Regions from separate parts of the Ovis aries genome. Here region 2 is linked to region 1. The links are chromatin contacts, called in public Hi-C maps. All regions are on one chromosome and are shown on one strand. Each heading gives the region's core, a stretch centred on a gene start, on an enhancer-like site or on the middle of the called end of the contact. The rest is flanking DNA. Distances are from core to core; before and after follow the strand shown.

Region 1 (3,306 bases), core at 336-2,835:
ACGTCTAGAGGACTTGTTTGATCTAACTCATGGTATGTGTGCGTCTAGGGGTGGAGGTAATGGCAAATGAAAGAAGGCAGTCACACACCTGTCATCTGACAATCCTATATGCACTCTTGACCTGCAGTAGTAGTAGAATCATGCCCTCATTTTCCATTCTGGATCAACAGGTTCAGAGACTTCTCAGAAACAACATAAAATGGGAAAAACGGATTCCTTTCTTAAGATACAATTTCCTCTGAGGTTCCATTAAGGCAGAAAGCAGTATGAGTTACACCTCTTGTAGCTATTAGATCAAATAAAATTTGAAAGAGCAAGGATTTTTGTTGGCTGTCATGTTACAACAAAATATAAGCAAACCACATTTTAAAGTAAACTACCTCAATTGAAAGTGGAAAAACAAAATACCAGAATGGAATTTTGCTGTGGCGATCCTAGTTTTCCCATTTTTCTTTCATTTTTTCCTTTATCTTTATTTCACATTATTTTGCATTTTCTCATAAGTCATAATTTCATCTCGGTCTAGAATGGTGAAGTCGATTTACTTGGCTGTTAAATATCGTGTGCCTTTTTCAAAAACGACAGGAGAGCTTGTAAGAAAACAAAAACAACTCCAATGGCATAAAAAGTTGGAAGCTAGTAGGAGGCTCTTGGAAACTGGGCCGCTTTATTTTTCTGCTCAGGATTTAGATTTTTCTTTTTCATTTTTAAAAAAAAATGATTTAGATTTCTGTCTCCAGGAACTTTGCGGATAGTTTCACCTATTAAGTCTCCCTTGCCCCTCTGCGAGACAGTGACAATTCCGTGTCCTCCCCAGTCGCACTGCACAGTTGAGTGTATATTATTTTCTACTACTCAACTTGGATCAGAGGTGACGGGACATACTTTCTAACCGAATGGCGTTTTAGAAATAGGAACGGGAAAGAACACTGAACTAGGCGAAGAGCCGCCCCACGGATCTGCTCCGCGCTGCAGAGCGGCAGGCGGGAGGCGCCAGCGCCGAGGCTGCCTTCGGGGCAACCGGACGGGTGTTCGCGGGGCGGCGAGTGCTGGGGGCTTACGGGGCCGAGATCCCCGCCTTGCCGGAGAAGCCGCGGCTGCGTTCCGGAGGCAGTGGGCACCCGGCTGGCGGAGGCCGCCATATTCCCGGTTTACCACGCCCGGGCGGCGGGCCGGCAGCGGCAGGTTGGCGGCGGCCCCGGCTGCGCCTCGGCGACCCGGCCCCGCCTCCCGCCGGGGGCGGCCGTGACCGCTGAGCCCGCGGGCCCGACCGAGGGCGCGGGAGCGGGAGGCGCCCGCAGAGCCCGAGGGGGCCGGCTCAGCGAGGGAGCGGCGCGAGCGAAGCGAAAGCCGCACTGGGAGGCGCGCCGCGGCGGCTGCGAGCCCAGGAAAGCCTTCCAGGAGGGGCCGGGCGGCACCGCCTCCCTCTCCCCTCCTCCCGCGCCCGTCCCCTCCCCTCCCTCCACCTCCTCCCTCTGCCGCCGCCGCCTCCCTCCCGGATCTGTGCTCCAGTTCAGAGAAAGAAGAAAATGTGTGTGTGTGGCGAGGGGGAGGGAGAGCACTGAGCAGCCGCTCTGCGCCTGGCAATCGGGGCCGGGGGTGGGCGTCTGGCGGAGGCGGAGGAGCGCGCGGCAGCCGGGCGGGCGGGCCGGCGAGCCGGGTTTGCGCGCGAGCCGGGCGGTGGGCGCGGGCAGGGCCGAGGGCGCCCGGGAGCCGTGTCAGGCGGCAGCTAGGAGCCGGCGCGCCAGGCGCGGGGAGCCGTCGGCGACCGCTTGCTGCGGGGACGCCCCGGTGGATGTGCTCTCGCCGCCGGGCGCACGGCTTAGGGGAGCCTCGGCGGCGGCGGCGGCGGCGACGGCGCGGGGGGCCAGGCGGGCCGCCTGTTCCCGGGGAAGGAGGCGCGGGCGTCTGAGCGAGGCCGGGCGCGGCGGCCTTCCCTAGCGCGCCCCCCAAGCCAGCGCCCGCGGCCGCCTCCCGCGCCGGCCTCGCTCCTCCCGGCAGCCAGAGCCGCCAGCAGCCGCCGCACCCCCGGCCCACCTGGTGGCTCCGGTCGTGGCCGCGGCCCCCGCGGCGGTTCCCCGAGCTCGTCCCGGACGCGCGCCCGGGCGGCGGGGGCTCGGCGGCCACCGCTGCCTCGGGGGAGCGAGGGCGGGAGGGTGTGTGTGCGCGCGTGTGAGCAGGGGGTGCCGGCGGGGCTGCATTGGAGGCACTTTGAAAGAATGACTCTGGAGTCCATCATGGCGTGCTGCCTGAGCGAGGAGGCCAAGGAAGCCCGGCGGATCAACGACGAGATTGAGCGGCAGCTCCGCAGGGACAAGAGGGACGCCCGCCGGGAGCTCAAGCTGCTGCTGCTCGGTGAGTACCGCCGCGGCCGTACGCCGCGGGCCCTCCCGCCGGACCTCTGCGCCTCCTGCCCACCACCCCCAGTCCCCGTTCTGCGGCCCCGGCCCCAGGGCGCGGGGCGGCTTGCCCCTGCCCTCCCCGGGCGCGGCCCCGGCCACTACCCGCACCCTGAAGGGCGCGCGCGCGCGTGCAGACGCAGGCACGCGCAGAGGGGTCGCGGCTGCTCTGCCCAGGGCCTCGGCTTGTCCCTTTCGGTAGCCCTGAGGGCTGTGCACTCGGGGTGCGCGTTTGTCTGCTGTGCATCTGCTGAATGGCAAATCGCTTCGGGGAGAAGCGCGGGTGGGAAGGTGGGCAGGAGGGTTGAACTTCCAGTGTCGTGGCCGTGGCGCCCGGTGGGGTGGTGGAGAGGAGAACTGTGTGTGCGTGTGGCCTTAGGTGTCAAGCGGAGCCAGGGCGTGCGGTGGGGTGGCCTGTGTGCATCTTTTATCAGTGCTTTTAGGGGTCGGGAGCGAATGGTGGAACGGTGAGCAGACTCGCGACTGGATTCTCCAAGGAGTGATGATGAGGGAGCCGAGTGGTTGGCTCTCTGAAGAAAGGGGGCTAACATATTCCGGGAGCGGGGAGGTGAGCATATATGTGTCACACGAGTGCTGTTCTCTAGCCACCAGACCACCTAAAGCAGGGACCCAGAAGAGTTTCTTAATGGTGACAGGCGTGATTCTTGTCTCCACCATCCCTTCCAGATGAAGATGAGGGATACGGGAGGGTTGTGCTGTGTGGTTGTTGACAGCATGGGTATCTTTTGTTTAATGTGGCAACCCAGATGTAGGCCTGAATTCACAGTAGTTGCCAGTACAGCCTCTCAGTTACTCTCATGGAATCAAATAGAAACCTTTTGTTTAAAACGGACAGCATTTTAATATCTTTGGAATCTGGGCTAGAAGGAAAACGGGAAGTGAACAG
Region 2 (3,067 bases), core at 11-2,510, 130 kb after region 1:
CAGATCCTGGATGGCCTCACTTCACTCAACATATGCCTTTTTTGGTGTTTTGTTTCATAGAATATAATCTAGGAGTGTAAAAAGGCCGCCCTTGATGAGAGTCTCTGGGGACAATTCCACAGGAAGCTTTACTCAGGGCCTCTCAGGCTCATCAACCCTTGGCTCCAGCCTGTTGCTGCAGGGTGAGCTGTATGATGGCAGAGAGGAGAGAGCCACCCCCACAACAGGCCATTCCAGAGTCACTTGGCCTCTGGTGGCTTCCATGACACAATCGGATTTGCCATTCAGAGTTGGCTAATTCTCCCTTTTTTTGTTTACAGACCTGATGGGCATTACCAGTCCCAAAGAGCTGGTCAGAAGCCCTGACCCTCTCATCCTGCTCTCAGCAAAGATTTAATAGCCGTGTCCTGCTGCAGCGAGGTTTTGTGTTCCTCAGACTTCATTATTATTACAAAACATGCACTGGAGCTTCATCCTAAATAATTAAAAACCTCTGACAAAGAAAATGAGCCCAGTACATCCTGTGATACAGCAAACTGATTTTCCCCTGCACCACAGCCGTCTGTTGGCCTACTAATTCCCCAAGCTCCAGAATTAACAATGGGCAGCTCTGTTCTTAAGAGAATTACCCAGGTTTGGCTCTGATTCCTTCTTTGTAATGGGGCAAAGGGGTGGGTTGGCTGGGTTCCTACCCGTCTCTCAAGGAGGACTTCAGTGTGCTTCCCATTGTAATTAAGTATCACTGTAATAACAGATATGCGGAGTTCTTCATAATGTGGATCACTTCTGGAAGACAAAACACAGCTGCCTGTATGACGTGTCATATGTAGTTGTTTTCCACTTTAAAGACAAAAAGTGAAGGAAAAGAAGAACTGAAGACAAAAAGTGAGGCTGGAAAGTCTCAGGCAGGTCCACTGTGTTCTGAGGCTCATGGTAAATGATCAGGGACATGAAGTGACTAAAAATGATTGTAGTTGTGCTAGTTTCTCCCTTAAGCTGATAGCCTGATTCACAAAGGGAAGTTGAGGAGGGGCTGTTACATATTAAAAGGAACTAAAGAAATGAAATGCAGTAAATGTTCTTTGTTTGGATATCCTGATTTGAACAAAACAAGTTTAAAAAGAAAGTAATTCTTAGATAAACAGTGGAATTTAAAAATGGACCAGGCCTGATACCAATGATTATTCAGACTGTGTTCTGTGTAATGAATATATTCTGAAACCTGGAGGAGTAAATGGCCACTTTAGGACAAGTGCCGTTTACTCTGAAATACTTGAGCAGAAAAATGATCAAGGGTGGAGTGGTGAAGCAGATAGTATAGTCTGGCAAAGTCTGGATGATTGTTGGGTTATGGGGATTCATTTGACCCCTCCTCAGACTTTATGTATGTTTGCATAGTGGTGCCTTAAGGTGACTGAGTTTGAGTAAGCCCTGGGAGTTGGTGATGGACAGGGAAGCCTGACATGCTGCAATCCATGTGGTCACAGAGTTAGACATGACTGAGCAACTGAACTGAAGGTGACTGGGACATAAGTTCTTTAGAAGGAAATAGCTATTGTATTTTATTAAGTAATTTACAAAACGTTCCATTTCAACTTCTTTGGTTGTAAATTCCTACATTTTAAAATGGGGATAATGGATTAACTAAATAAATGCTAATCCCCACCCTCACCCTCAAGATTTGTATGTAAAAGTATGACCAGGTTTCCCCCCAGGATACCTCACTACCTCATTATACCTCCGACCATTCTCTACTGAATCGCGCACATTTAGTATTCTCTAACTCAAGAATTTTCCATCTTGCTCTCTGCCTAGCCCTCTCTGTTCCTTGTCATCTGTCACAAGAAGGAAGGGAGAGTGTCAAGAGCTCTACTGCTACCAAAAGGCTATGCTGGCCTGCCCCTACCCTTCTGGGGGCTGGGACCAAGGGGAGGGTCTCCTGGGAGTGCTCCACCTCACTGCTCATGTCTGAGGCCTCCTGGATCTGTCACGTAACCAGGCTGAGTTCCCTGAATGTGACAGGATTGCCCAGTGATCAGATCCCCTAATACCACGATTTGGGTATCGCCACCGCCACTTATTAGCTGTGATCTTGGGCCAATCAGTTGCATTTCCTGTGCTTCAGTTTTTTCCTTGGTTAAAGTGATGATAATAAATAGTTAGCTCACGAGGTGATGATTAAATGAAATAAATATATAAAGTAACTACTAGAGTGCTTTTCATAGAATAAATACTCATAAATATTTGTTACCATTCTCCCTAGGTTTTCTTATATAAAAAACATTTTTGGGAAATAATGCTTATATGATTGATGAAAAAAGTAATTTGTTATTTAGTCTCCCCATCTTATCACAAAGCACAGAATAATTCTGTTCAGTCAGTGTATTACTAGCAATACTGCTTTTTACTGTTCATGACTTAAAATTGATATTTTGGGGATTTAGTAACACCCTTTTCTATGGGGTACAGTTAATACAAAGAAATAGCACAGATGACATGCCATTCTAGGAAGAAAAAGAGTATAGAAACTAGACATCTGAATTGGAATGCTAGCTTTTTTCCTTATTGCCCTTTTGGATAATCTCTCGAGGCCACATCTCCCTCAACTCTGAAATGGGAACATGAGGCCTGCAGGGAGGTCCGTGGTGGGTGTAAGGAGAGCCCCGAAGCCCTCACAGAGTTCCTGGTTTGTGAGAGTCGCTCTGCAGATGTGTCCAAGGTTATGGCAGGTTAGCGCAATGCACTTGCTGAGAATGTGGACAGGGTACGTGACATACAGGACTGGTAGCCCCTGTGGGAAGACCTGCTGTACTCTTGCTGATGCTGAGGCTGCAGAATCTAACGGCCCAAATCCAAGGACCTGCTTTTCTTGAATTCTTCTCAAGGTGCCAAACAGACAAGAACCTCTGCATTTACCAAAACTTGTTCTAGAAATATTCATATGACCTCCTAGTTCACCTCTTCATGACCCAGCTGGGGCAGACTGAGGTTTCTAAACCTCATAGTTAACCTATCAAATGGACAGTTTACCCTGAGAAAGTCAGGAATTGGATGGAAGAATAAAACC

The links. A called contact is a pair of places that touch in the nucleus more often than the background predicts.
Region 2: a Hi-C map of hypothalamus shows a contact between it and region 1, with 3 times the contacts expected there. The contact joins the enhancer-like site here to the promoter of GNAQ in region 1. A contact is called at or near these places in 2 of 16 Hi-C or Micro-C datasets (hypothalamus and retroperitoneal adipose tissue).

The regions. Positions count from the first base shown.
Region 1 is chr2:58,843,677-58,846,982 of ARS-UI_Ramb_v3.0, forward strand. GNAQ (G protein subunit alpha q) reads left to right here and starts at 1,586. Exons shown (of 7, transcript XM_015093177.3): 1 at 1,586-2,355. The coding sequence starts at 2,220.
Region 2 is chr2:58,973,546-58,976,612 of ARS-UI_Ramb_v3.0, forward strand. All of the region lies in intron 2 of GNAQ (G protein subunit alpha q), which reads left to right. Among named protein-coding and RNA genes, the nearest start is that of TRNAW-CCA, 97 kb to the left of the region's middle. Within about 2 kb of position 1,261, at least 11 of the 54 cell types and tissues checked have an H3K27ac peak or open chromatin away from gene starts, as enhancers often do. A contact at or near this core is called in hypothalamus, where this site is marked.